Linked DNA regions of Sus scrofa: region 1 is linked to region 2. The links are chromatin contacts, called in public HiChIP or PLAC-seq maps. All regions are on one chromosome and are shown on one strand. Each heading gives the region's core, a stretch centred on a gene start, on an enhancer-like site or on the middle of the called end of the contact. The rest is flanking DNA. Distances are from core to core; before and after follow the strand shown. Region 1 holds the start of EMILIN2 (EMILIN-2). Region 2 holds the start of TGIF1 (TGFB induced factor homeobox 1).

Region 1 (5,913 bases), core at 73-2,572, 550 kb before region 2:
ACTTCACCGACAAAATGGGGTTCGGATGGGGAGAATAGGGAAGTCACACAGAAAGTTAGGGGTTGGGTTATGCAAGACAGCTTTTTATCCCTTCCTGTTGCTTTCCGCGCAGGGTGGATGGCTCTTTTGAAGGCTGAGGTCATGTCATCCCATTATTTGCATGATCTCCCATTTAGAGAGTTCTCAGACAGTCTATGTCCTTACATGGTATATTTTTCTGCTCAGCTTTTGTGAAGTGTCTACTTAGGGAATTTTCTTTCTTCTATTTGCAAATCAAAAGGTTCAACAACATCAAAGCATACTAGAAATGAAATGGACCAAAGGTTTCATTTAGTTACAGTAAAGCTTTATTGTCCATGTTACAATTCACAGCCAACAGCATCCTTTAAGTTCACAGATATTGCAGTTAATCTATGCAATCTGCAAATAACCTCACCTCAGTTCATTAGACGCAGCAGGTTAACTTAAATACAGAGTTCTCTCTGCCCAGGAGAGTACAACATTCTGGTGGGGATTTTAGGTAAGGTTCTTTGGTAGACTTGATTCATCCCCAAAAGAAATTTGTAAAGTTCGTGTAACTCGAAAATAGCCAGAAAATATGCAAGCAAGTGAAAAGACATCTAGCAGTGCCTGAACTGTTTCAAAGCAAAGGCGATTATTGTGGAGAAAATGCTTTTAACGTTGGTAGGAAAAGTTCAGAAAAGGACATCAGAAGGAGAGGCTGGGAGGTTACCTTGCCAAAACCAGTGTAGTGTATATTAGTCTGATGTTGTGCTTTAGAACCTGTTGGTTAGTGTCGCTTCCAGTGTCCCCTGCTGCCCTGCATGTTGACGAGGCAACTAGTGTTAAATGGATGCGTAAGGGAAAGAAAGAGAAGAGGACCCGCGTTCATTTCTCCTAACCCCTCCTAAGTTCAGACGTGGAGGAATGGCCGCGCGTCTTGCCAGAGGAAACCCGAGTCGAGTCCGATAAAGAACTGATAAAAATGTCCCTCATTCGCCCCGGGAAGCCGGCACCCAGGCACGACGTGAGGACCGCCAGACTCGCTGACTGCGGCCGCTTCCCGAGGGGCCGGGGCGCGCCCGCTGGAAGGTGGGAGGGGAAGTTGCCCCGATTCTGGGAAGAGACCAAAGGAATGAGTAATTGGAAATTCTGTAACGGAGACCCTTTCCCCAAACCCTGTGGCCTTTTCACCCCAAACCCCCTGCCGAGCGGCAAGAGGACTGGAGACGGACGCGCTGGAAGGAGAGTCACGTTTCGGAGGGGGAAGTGAAATAAAAAGGGCGGCACCGGGGGGACCTGTGCGTCATTGAGGGACCGAGAAGAAGCGCGGGCGCACGGGGTGGAGAAAGAGAAGGGGGAGCAAGAAACCGGAGGGGGCGGCCGCGGAGCGCGGGTGGGGCGCGGCGCAGCGCCCGAGCCTCCTGCCTTTTCGGGCCGCGCCCCGGCCGCCCGCAGCCTCCCGGCGCTTGCCCCGACCCTCTCTCCGTATCCCGCCGGCGGGGCGCGCCCCGCGCGCAGAATGTGGCAGAGGACACGGGCTCGGCCCCGCGCGCCCTGGCGTTGGGCGCTGGCGCTTCTGGCCCTCGGCGGCGCGGGACTGTGCCACGCCGGCCCGCAGCTCAGGCACCCCGTGAGGCCCAGCGCCAGGAACAAGTAAGTGCGCGGCCTCGCCTCTCCCCCAGGACGGCGAGGCTCCCTCCACCTACCCCTCCCGACTCTGCCCTGCTGAGGCCATGAGCTGCAGCCGGGGTCCCCCTCCGCCTGCCGGGGTGGTGCCTCCTCCTCGGTGGCCGCGCGCTCCAGGGGCTACGCCGGGCGCCCCCAGCGACTTCTCCCTTGCCTCCCGCAGGGCTGCCTGGGGCTTGGGGCGCAGGGCGGGTCCCAAAGAACAGGGCGATCAGGAAACTACCCCCCCCCCAGGAATTACTGGAGTCGCTGGGACCTTAAGGGCTCTTTTTGCCTCTGTCTTTTGTCGGGTACAGGTTCACGCTATCCAAAGGCGCACCCGCGCACCCTCTAGATATCTGCTGGTCGAGCGCCCGCCTCTGCCCGCCGGGACCAGGGTATCCCAGACGCCCTGTAGGCTCGTCAGGTCTCCCCCAGCCTCTCTGTTCAGGTTTACACCGTGCCCTTCTCCCTTTCTTTCACCCCAGGAACTGGTGCGCGTACATCGTGAACAAGAACGTGAGCTGCTCGGTGCTGGAGGGAAGCGAGAGTTTTATTCAGGCTCAGTACAACTGTGCCTGGAACCAGATGCCCTGTCCGTCCGCGCTCGTGTAAGTCGCGGAGCCAGGGCCGCGGGGGTGGGTGGGGGTGGGGTCAGAGCGCTGGGCTCCAGCCGCTCAGCAAATCTCTTCCAGTGGTTGAAAAACTTCCGCTGAAAAGTTTGAGCGCCGACTGGGGTACCAGGCACGATGGGGTGTTTAAGGAGCGTGTGCCGCCTGGAGCGAGCGTCAGGGATGCGCCTGCCTTGCGAGCTTGCGATTGCTGAGCATAGGAGGGGACCAACAAAGCCCCCCACCCCCACTTCTCTCTTTCTCTCTCTCTTTCAATTTTATTGCTAACATAAGGCAGCTGGACCTAATTACATCCATATTGCGTGTTCTGGGGCACAGAGAAGATTCCAAAATGTATACTGCTAAAACTTGTACAAGTAGGATTAGCTGAGGGTTTGCTTTAACCAGTGTTCTAAAAGAGGCGAGTTTTGTCCAAATGTCCCCATAAAACTGACCTCTTCCAGGTGTTGGGATCTCTAAAGTCAAGTCCCAGCAACAACTTGCTTGAAAATGTGCTGTTTTTACAAGTTAGATTTGGGGGGGATTCAGCTGAGTGGTTATCAGGAGAGAATGGTCCTTAAAGACCAGGGAAAGAATTAATCTTTTTGCTTATAAAGATTTTACCATTAAAAACAAAACAAAACAGAAACAAAGAGGAAGCAAAGCAATGGAGAGCACAGATTTTGTTCCATACATCACACTCGTTCAGTTGTCATGAGGCAAGTCTTTGTGTCTTTGTGTAAGTCAGATATCAGAGGATGAGCCGATGTGAATAAACGGCTGGTGGGGAAACACATGTGATGGTTGAAATTAATTGTTTTCCCCTAAGAATAAGTTGTTTGTCTTAGAGCACAGTTGTCTTTACAGCAAAGAATAGCCAGTAGGCGGATCTGTCTTTGGCGAAGCAAAGGGACAGACTGAACTTGTGCGCCAGGAAACCTTATTATGGAGTCGGTAGAGGAGCCCGCAGGCCTGTGAGGTAGATCATCGCACGTGGGCTGCGGTGGGAACTGAAAAAGGGAAGGAATGGTTCCTGTTAGGCAAAAACAAACAAACCCCTGCAAAACAAAACAAAAACTTAGGAGAGGTTTCCCACTTGCCATCCACAGAGAATCAGGTTGAAATTGAGTTGCTGGGTATCACCCTGAGTTGGGTAAACTGTCAAAAGGTGCAAGGCTGACAAACTGCCCTGTCTCTGGTGTGCAGGGGCATTGAACTTTGCAGGTGTTTCTCTCTTTAAAAAAAAAAAATTTATTGAAGTATCGTCGATTTACAATGTTAATTTCTGCTGTACAGCAAAGTGATTTTTTTTTTTTTTTGTCTTTTTAGGGCTGCACCTGTGGCATATGGAGGTTCCCAGGCTAGAGATCGAATTGGAGCTACAGCTGCCCGCCTATACCACAGACACAGCAACATGGGATTCGAGCTGCATCTGTGACCTTACACCACAGCTCACGGCAAAGCAGGGTCCTTAACCCACTGAGTGAGGCCAGGGATCGAACCTGTGTCCTCATGTATACTAGTCAGGTTCTTAACTTGCCGAGCCTCTGAGCCGTGATGGGAGCTCCTGTACAGCAAAGTGATTTAGTTATACATGTATATTCTCCTCCATTATGCTTTCTTACAGGATAGTGAATATAGTCCCCTGGGTTATATAATAGGACCTCATTGTTTATCAATCCTATATGTACTAGTTTGCATCTGCCGATCCCAAACTCCCAGTCCATCTGACTCCCTCACCCTCCCTCTCCATTGTCTGATCTGTAGGTCTGTGAGTTTGTTTCTGTTTCATGGATAAGTCCATTTGTGTCATATTTTAGATTCTACATATAGGTCATATAATATGATATTTGTCTTTTGATCTGCCTCAGGAAGTATAATCATCTCTAGGTTGTCCACCCATATTGCTGCAAATGGCATTATTTTGTACTTTTTTTGTGGCCGAATAATATTCCATTGTATGTAGGTACTGCATCTTCTTTATCCATTCATCTGTCAGTGGATATTTAGGTTGCTTCCATGTCTTGGCAGTAAACAATGCTGCTGTGAACATTGGGGTGCATGTATCTTTTTGAATTACAGTTTTGTCTGGATATATGCCCAGGGTGCTGGATTGTATGGCAACTCTTTTTCAGGTTTTTTGTTTTTGTTTTTTGGCTGCCCCACAGCATATGGAGTTCCTGGGCCAGAGGTCAGATCTGAGCCACAGCAGTGGCAACACTGGATCCTTAAACCACTGTGTCAGACCAGGGATCGAACCTGCTTCCAGTGCTCCCAAGATGCTGCCAATCCCATTTCACCACAACAGGAACTCCTATTTTTAGTTTTTTGAGGAACTTCCATATGCTTTCATAGTGACTGCACCAACCTACATTTCCATGGCGGGTGTTTCTGAGTCCCGGAGCCTGAGCAACTGCTCTCAATTCATGGGTATCATCAGGTTTTTGTTATTTGATCCTTACAGCCTGAGACCTGGGGAAATAAAGGATCTTGGGAAACACACCCGGGAGTTGCTGAGGGATGCTTTCTGGGTGTGGTGGGCCTTGCGGTACTGGAGGCTGGCTGAGGTGCCTGAGAAGTGCGATTTAGCTGCTGATGACAGTGCAGCGTCTGGGAGGGGCAGGTATGACCCAGGGGACTTGACATAGTTGGAGCAGAGCTGGGTTAGGGGGCGATGGAGGGAATGGAGGCAGAGAAGCCAGTCGAAGAGAGAGAGCAAAGCCAAGACTTTGGAAGGGCTTCTCTCCCACCTTAGAGACCCTGGGAGGTGAAGCCTGGGAGGCTGAGGGGTCCAGAAAGGCCAGGGGTTTTAGCAGCAGGAAGGTTGGCTTGTGCAGAAAGAGACAATTTCGGGTCAGTGGGGTGTGTGCCTCCAAATCTGGCCTTTGTGGACTAGTCTCTGTCCCTGTAGCCTGGAGAAAGGGAGGGAGGGAGGGAGAGAGAATGTGTGTGTGTGTGTGTGTGTGTGGTGTGTGTGTGTGAGTGGTTCTCAGCTAAGAATATGTCCACCTTCTTTCTTGGAAGGCAGTTCCCAGATGAAAATGAGTGAAAGGGAGTTCCTGTTGTGGAGCAGCGGAAATGAATCTGACTAGTATCCAAGAGGATGCTGGTTTGATCCCTGACGGCGCTCAGTGAGTTAAGGACCCGGCGTTGCCGTGAGCTGTGGTGTAGGCCGCAGATGCAGCTTGGATCCCATGTGGCTGTGGCTGTGGCTGTGGTGTAGGCCAGCAGCTATAGCTCAGATTCAGCCCCTAGCCTGGGAACTTCCATATGCTGTGGGTGTGGCCCCCCTCAAAAAAAGAAAGGAAGGAAAGTGAGAACCATTGCTCTGCATGTGCTCGTGTGTTCACGCCCATGTGTTTTGCTTTTTCCCTGGGGTCATCAGCAGGGGTACCGGAGACTGTGTCATTTTTCACACTGGCTATTATTCGCTGTGCGGTTTCTTAGTTTATGAGAACACTGGCTCATTTGCTTTGCTTTGTTTGGGTTGTTAGGCGGGTCGTTTGACGGTGGTATTAGGGAGTGAGTGGTGGGGCTTGAGCCCTTCAGGAAAACTAACACCTGTGTCCCTGCGTTCAGCTGCCACCTGAAACTTGTCTCCCTGGGATGGAGTTAAAGTGTGTTTCTGGAAAAG
Region 2 (6,116 bases), core at 3,601-6,100:
CGGGGAGGGTGTTACCGGCAAGTATTGGTCAGCCGCCAGGGGTGCTGCTGGTAAACATCCGACCACGCATAGGACAGCACCTGCCCCCCACAACAAAGATTATCCAGCCCCAAATAGGGCTGTGGCTGAGAAACCCTGGGCTAGAGGGTGGCAATGAGGGTAATGAAACAGAGGTCAGATGGTCACAGAAGATTCCTGAGAAGATGACATTTAGGCCAAATTCTGACTGGTGAGAAATAGTTGGACATGCAGCTCGTGCTCTGGGGCCACCCCAGGCAGAGGGGATCGAAAACAGCAAGTAACAATGAAAACCCCCTACATCTGTGTAGCATACATATGCGCATATGGAGAATGACAGGGTCATTAAAGGGATCTTTCTTTCTTCTTTCACTTTTATACTTCTTTCTTGCTTGGATTTTGGATTTTTTGGATTTGAAGAGTGAGGAAAGAAAAAAAGCACAAAAAGCAGGCAGATTGGAGGAGCACCTTTCGTAAAACTCCATTTAGATCTCAGAGAAGACATTTTAGAGCAACCTCCACTGTTTTGTTTTGTTCTCTACCCCCAAGTATGCAGAAGCTCCTGGGCCAGGGATCAAACCCTCGCCACAGTGATAACAACAATGAATCCTTAAGCAGCTAGGCCACAGGGAACTTCCAGCCTCCATTCTCTAGGGGGCCTTGGTGTCAAAATCTGGGGTCAGTCTCTGCCCTACCCTGCCTTCCACATCCAGTGCACCCTCCACCAAACGATGCCGGAGAATACTTTTTTTAAAGCCAGGTAATATGGAGTTCCTGTTGTAGCTCAGTGGTAACGAACCTGACTAGTGTCCATGAGGATGCCGGTTCAATCCCTGGCCTCGCTCAGTGGGTTAAGGATCCAGCATTGCTGTAAACTGTGGTGTAGGTTGCAGACACGGCTCAGATCTGGAGTTGCTGTGGCTGTGGAGGAGACTGGCAGCTGTAGCTCCAATTTGACCCCTAGCCTGGGAACTTTCATAAGCTGCAGGTGCAGCCCTAGGGGAAAAAAAAAAAAAAAAAAAAAAGCCGGGTAACATATGTCCAATACTTGATTGTATACCTTTTAGATTTGTGTTTTATATATATATATAATTTTTTTTAGGGCCACACCTGGGACATGTGGAAGTTCCCAGGTTAAGGGTCGAATCAGAGCTACAGCTCCTGGCCTATACCACAGCCACGGCAACTCGGGATCTGAGCCACATCTGCAGCGTACACCACACCACAGCACAGCACCACCACACCACAGCTCACAGCAACGCCAGATCCTTAACCCACTGAGCGAGGCCAGGGATAGAACCTGCAACCTCGTGGTTCCTAGTTGGGTTTGTTAACCACTGAGCCACGAAGGGAACTCCGCATTGTTATACTTGGATGTGTTATCTTGACTTTAGGAAAAGAAAAAAGAGTAGCTTTCCTTACTAGTTTATTAAATGAAGTCATTTAAATTAAGTGTTTCATAAACTGTAAAGCACAATAGATACATGATGTTGAGAATGAAGAGGTTAAAGGCTGTGCTCGCCAATTACCTTTTTGCTCTGTCTTCCTGAGTTCAAATCCCCTCGAAGTAAAGAAAATTGAGGCCTTATGCTACAGAGGGAAATCAGGGCCAGGAAGGGAAATGCAGGCCCAGAGAAAAGTGATTACAAACAAAAGCAGTAGTGCAGGTTACCCGTTATTCCTGTGACTAAGGGGAGGAGAGCCCTCCTGATGAGCTTAATAAAAATCACAAGAAGGTTGGAGCCCAGACCCAGGCCCTTGAAAACACAATGGCCAACTTCTCTTCAAGCAGCCAAATAACCCCTGCCCTGAGATGTGAAGAGACAGTTACAGAAGCCTTGTGCAGGGTCTGGAGCCTGGCAGTCCACCTATTTCACAGTCCCCAGAGAAGGAAAAGGGATCTGATGACTGTGAGTCAACATTCCTCCACCTAAGATGGTGCAGGCCTGAATCACGCTTATCAATGGTCATGACCAATGAAATAAACACATTTGCCCATCACTGGGATGGCCCCACTGTCAGAATAATAACTGCACTCATTGATACACTTTTCTGGCTTATTTGCCTTTCCAAGTTTCTGAGTTTTTACCTTTGAAGGATTTGCAGCTTTGAAAAGTAATTTACACAGCTCTGTCTTTTCTTAGCCTTGAGGCAGCTCAAGAAGATAAGACACTGAAAGGAACCCTGTGTGCCTAGATGGAAAAAAATAGTGGTGCGAAACGTTTATCGGTGGCCTTCTCAAGCACCAAGCATAATCTCACTCTTCATTTGTGCAACTTTACAATTAACATTCATATGCACTCAGCAAATAATCTGCAGTAACTATGAATATATACACACATGTATATGTATTTAGCACTGGAAAGAATCTTAAAAGTCATTGGATCAGATATACAGAGAGGCCCTGCCCGGGACATTCAGGGACTCAGAAAAGCCAGAGCTGAAACTTGTTTCTCCACCTTGAGAAAAGCAAATAAACAAAAATATCCTAAGCAATTGCTGGTTTTCCAAGCCCACTCTTCTGGGTTGTCTTCCTCGCCAGAGTGCAGGCACTTTCTTCTGAGTTTCTGCAACAACAATCCAAAGCTTCAAACAAGTTTGGAACGGGCCTTGGGGGTGCAGGAGGGGACATCTACGGGGGGGGGGGCATCACGCAGAACGATACCTCTCTGGAGCACCTCGCCTGCTAAAATGACTGCTTCTAAGATTGGCTCGAGCAAAGAATTAGCATTGCCCGGGTCCAACCAGACCTCCAGCAAGAGATGAAAGTTCCACTTTTTTCCTCCTCGCCATTTGGAAGAGCCTTTTATTCTCTGCGCCCCTCCCCCTACCGCTGTAAAGTTTGTTTTCTAGCTATAAACTCACTTCAACCCTAGATTTCCATCCCGGTTGCCTGAGACCTGCAGTCATTCGCCAATGTTCACGTAGACGAAGGGAAAGATACCTTTGTGTACATAATGAGAGCCACCGCGCGGCGTCGGAGAACCACGCGGAAGAAGGAAACGAGTTTGTCTCGAGCGGGGGAAAGCGACCGGGGGTTGGATGAAGCCGACCCGAAGGCGTGTTTTGTTGAGTGGCTTCGAAAGCGGCCCAGGCAGCCTGAGCGGCTTTCGAAGTTAGCAAACAAAGCGTCTCCCCAGTAACCGCCCGGGCTCCAGACGAGGCTCCTGCCACTCAGACCGCTGAGTCGCAGCGTCGGCCTCCCGGGCTCCTCCTCCTTCATCCCTCCTCCCCCTTCTTCCGTCCCCAGCGGACGTGAGCCACCAATCCCGGCCACAGCCAACCCTTCAAATGCGAGAAGCTAGCGGCCCGCTAACGGGCGGCCCCCTCCCGCCCTACATCTGTCTTGCGCTCCGGCGCAGCGGCTGATTCATCTCTAGCCAGGCCGGGAAGGAACTGCGCTCCAGCAAGTTGCAGGGGAGCCTCCGGGCTGGTGGTTTCCCCCAGGACCTTGTTTCTCCTTTTGCCATTTTAGATGTGTTCTCTTAGGTGCCGAGCAGTCGGCATACCACAGGAAAAAAACAAAACTGTAAGGTTGCTGCCTTCTTAAGAGTGACTTTTTTCCTTGTTTATTCATTTTAAGTCCTGTAATTGGAAAAACCACCCAGGCTTTGTAAACTCTGGCCTTAATTCACTCTCCGGTCGGGGGTGTCTTTTTTGGGGAGGGTGCGTGGGTGGGTGACTGGCTCTAATTTTCAGTGTAATCCTAAAACAGAGGCTCCAAAGTCTAGTTAGTCATCGTTTGGCTGCTTCATTCCTCCTTGGGCTGAACCTTATTTCCCCGGAGCTACTGCTGGGTTCTCCATCGAGGTTACAAAACAAAAACAGCACAGAGCAGAAACTGGAGACAGGCTTGGGCGCTGATGTCTTACTAGGTTTATTTATGTTTGGGGTTTTTTGTTGTTGTTGTTGTTGTTTTTAAGTGATGGGGAAGGTCTTAGTGTGGCATGTGACAGTTCATTTACTTCAAAACAACGGCACAGACACTCGCGAAAACTGCACCCAGAGGAGAGGGAGGGGAGGGGGCTTGCTTGCGTTTCTTGAAATCGTCCAGACAGCATCCGGTCTTTTTAAAGGGTTATTTCATCTAGGAACTCTTGTTGGAGTTCTCTCGACTCTCAACCAAAATAAGCCAACGGGAACACATGTTTACTTAATGGTTAGTTTCTGTTTGAAATGGGGGGTGGGGGCCCAGCAGGATTTAAGTCATAAAAAGTAGACTCTTTACCGAAACAGATGAGCAGCCCAGGGTGTGGTAGCCCCCTTCACATAGAGGCGGCAGCTGCCTGGGCCCGGAGTGTCCGGCCGAGTCTCAGCCGGGCAGGCGGAGCGTCCGGGCCGTCCCCAGGCAGAGACTTTTAAAGAGCATGTGAGCATGACAAGTGTCTGTCCGCAACGTGTTAGATTTCGAAACTGCCTTACAATCCAGTCCGGAACTCGCAGCTTTAGCCGGGAGGAACAGACTTTAGCCTGGGGTGTCTGTGTCTCATCCTCCCCCCTCGCCCCCCCTCCCCCGTAGCAGTTGGAGGAAGAGCCCCGGGAGGAGAAGGGTGCGCCGCGCCGCGCCCGCGTGTCAATGGCAGCCGCGCATTCTGGAAGAAGTTGGTTCTTGTCCCGAATACTTTTCCTACGGAGCTCCGCCCCTTGAATCAGCAGCCGCTGTCTTCTCCTGCGGCTAGAGCTGGGACCGTGGAGTTGAGGCAGCTGTCAAAAACGAAAGGAGCCTTTTCTTCCCCGGGGTGGAGGAGGGGACGGCCTTTTTCCCATCTGTTGCAATTTCGTAACCAAACCAAACCAAACCAAACGCACCCTCCCCAGCCCCGGGAAGAAAGGCCCACAGGAGAAACTCGCGGCGCTCGGCTGGTGTCGCCGCCGCTGCCGGGGCAGGCGGCGTGCGCGCAGCAGGGAGACCAGATCACGTTTCTGGGCTCCGCCACCCCCACGAGGGACGAGTGACAGCGGCCTGGGGGCGCGGAGTGAGGCGGCGCGGCTGCGGCGGCGCTCGGTGCCGTCCTCTCCGGCTGGAAGGTGCGGGGGAGGGGCGGAGGAGCGGCCGGGCGGGCGGGGGACGGGGCGGGCGGCTGGGGGCGGAGGCAGGACCTCCTGTACCTTCCCTCCTCGCCTCGCTCACTCTGACAGCGCTGAGGTGCGCCGAGCAGGAGCGGGGAACAAAGGAGCGGAGTGGGGAGGGGAGCGAGTTGGGCGAGGGAGAGACCCCGGCCGGCTGCCAGAAGATCCCGGCCGGAGGAAGCCCAAGTGTCACTTGAATTCCACCCAAGGAGCGGGCGCCTGGGATCGGAGCGCCTTGTTTAGCAATAACGGCTGGAGCGCGTCCTACAAGTTACGGGAGAGTCGGCCAGGAAGGAGGACAATCGCTTGGCCCCTCCACCCCCGCTCCTGGCCCCTCGAGACCCCAGCGCTGCCTCGCGCTGGAAGGGGAGCTCCAGAATGAAAAGCAAGAAAGGTGAGGCTCCACGGGCTGCGGGCGCGGGTCCCGGGGAAACGTGCTCGCGGGGCGGCCCTGGGCTTGGGGCGATAGTGACTTGGTGGACTTTTCCGCCCCAGTGGCTCGCCGGCCTCAGCGGCGACCGTCGTCTTTGTTGAGGCTGCGTCTGAAATGGCAGTTGCTCCTTTCCTTCTAGACACAACACGAGGGGCTGTTGTGGGGAGACGGGCCTCTCCACGCTGCTGGCACGTTGTCAAAAAACACGCGCACCGCCTTGTTTGTGCTCCTCCAAGTTTCATTGTCTCCGCCGATACCCCACACTCCGCAGAACCGCCGCGTGGCTTTTCGCTCTTTCTCGCGGGCAGGGGAGTGGGGTTCGGGTCGGGAGCACCTCCGCCCGGCTTTTCCAGGACAGGACCCGGGGTGGTCCGGACGTTGGAGCCGAGGCGCCTTTGTTTGAAAGTTGGGCTCCTGGGCCCCACTCACTCCCGGCCGGGCCCGCTCTACTCCAGGGATGGGGCGTTTTCACAATCGGAGGAATGCAACTCTGGACCCAAGATCGCTCCGAGGTGTCGGTACCTTTGGAAAACTAGACCTTTCAGGATTCCCAGACTCTTAAAAGTTTTCCCACGTTGAATTTGGGGCAAGAGGA

What was found. HiChIP or PLAC-seq counts read pairs in DNA pulled down with a chosen protein or histone mark.
Region 1: a contact with region 2 is called in an H3K27ac HiChIP or PLAC-seq map of alveolar macrophages. The contact joins the promoter of EMILIN2 here to the promoter of TGIF1 in region 2. A contact is called at or near these places in 2 of 2 datasets of contacts at active chromatin or transcription factors (alveolar macrophages and skeletal muscle).

The regions. Positions count from the first base shown.
Region 1 is chr6:103,782,330-103,788,242 of Sscrofa11.1, reverse strand. It overlaps EMILIN2 (EMILIN-2), which reads left to right and starts at 1,322. Exons shown (of 8, transcript XM_021096135.1): 1 at 1,322-1,656; 2 at 2,157-2,279. The coding sequence starts at 1,523.
Region 2 is chr6:103,233,190-103,239,305 of Sscrofa11.1, reverse strand. It overlaps TGIF1 (TGFB induced factor homeobox 1), which reads left to right and starts at 4,850. Exons shown (of 4, transcript NM_001244289.1): 1 at 4,850-5,046; 2 at 5,298-5,482. The coding sequence starts at 5,467.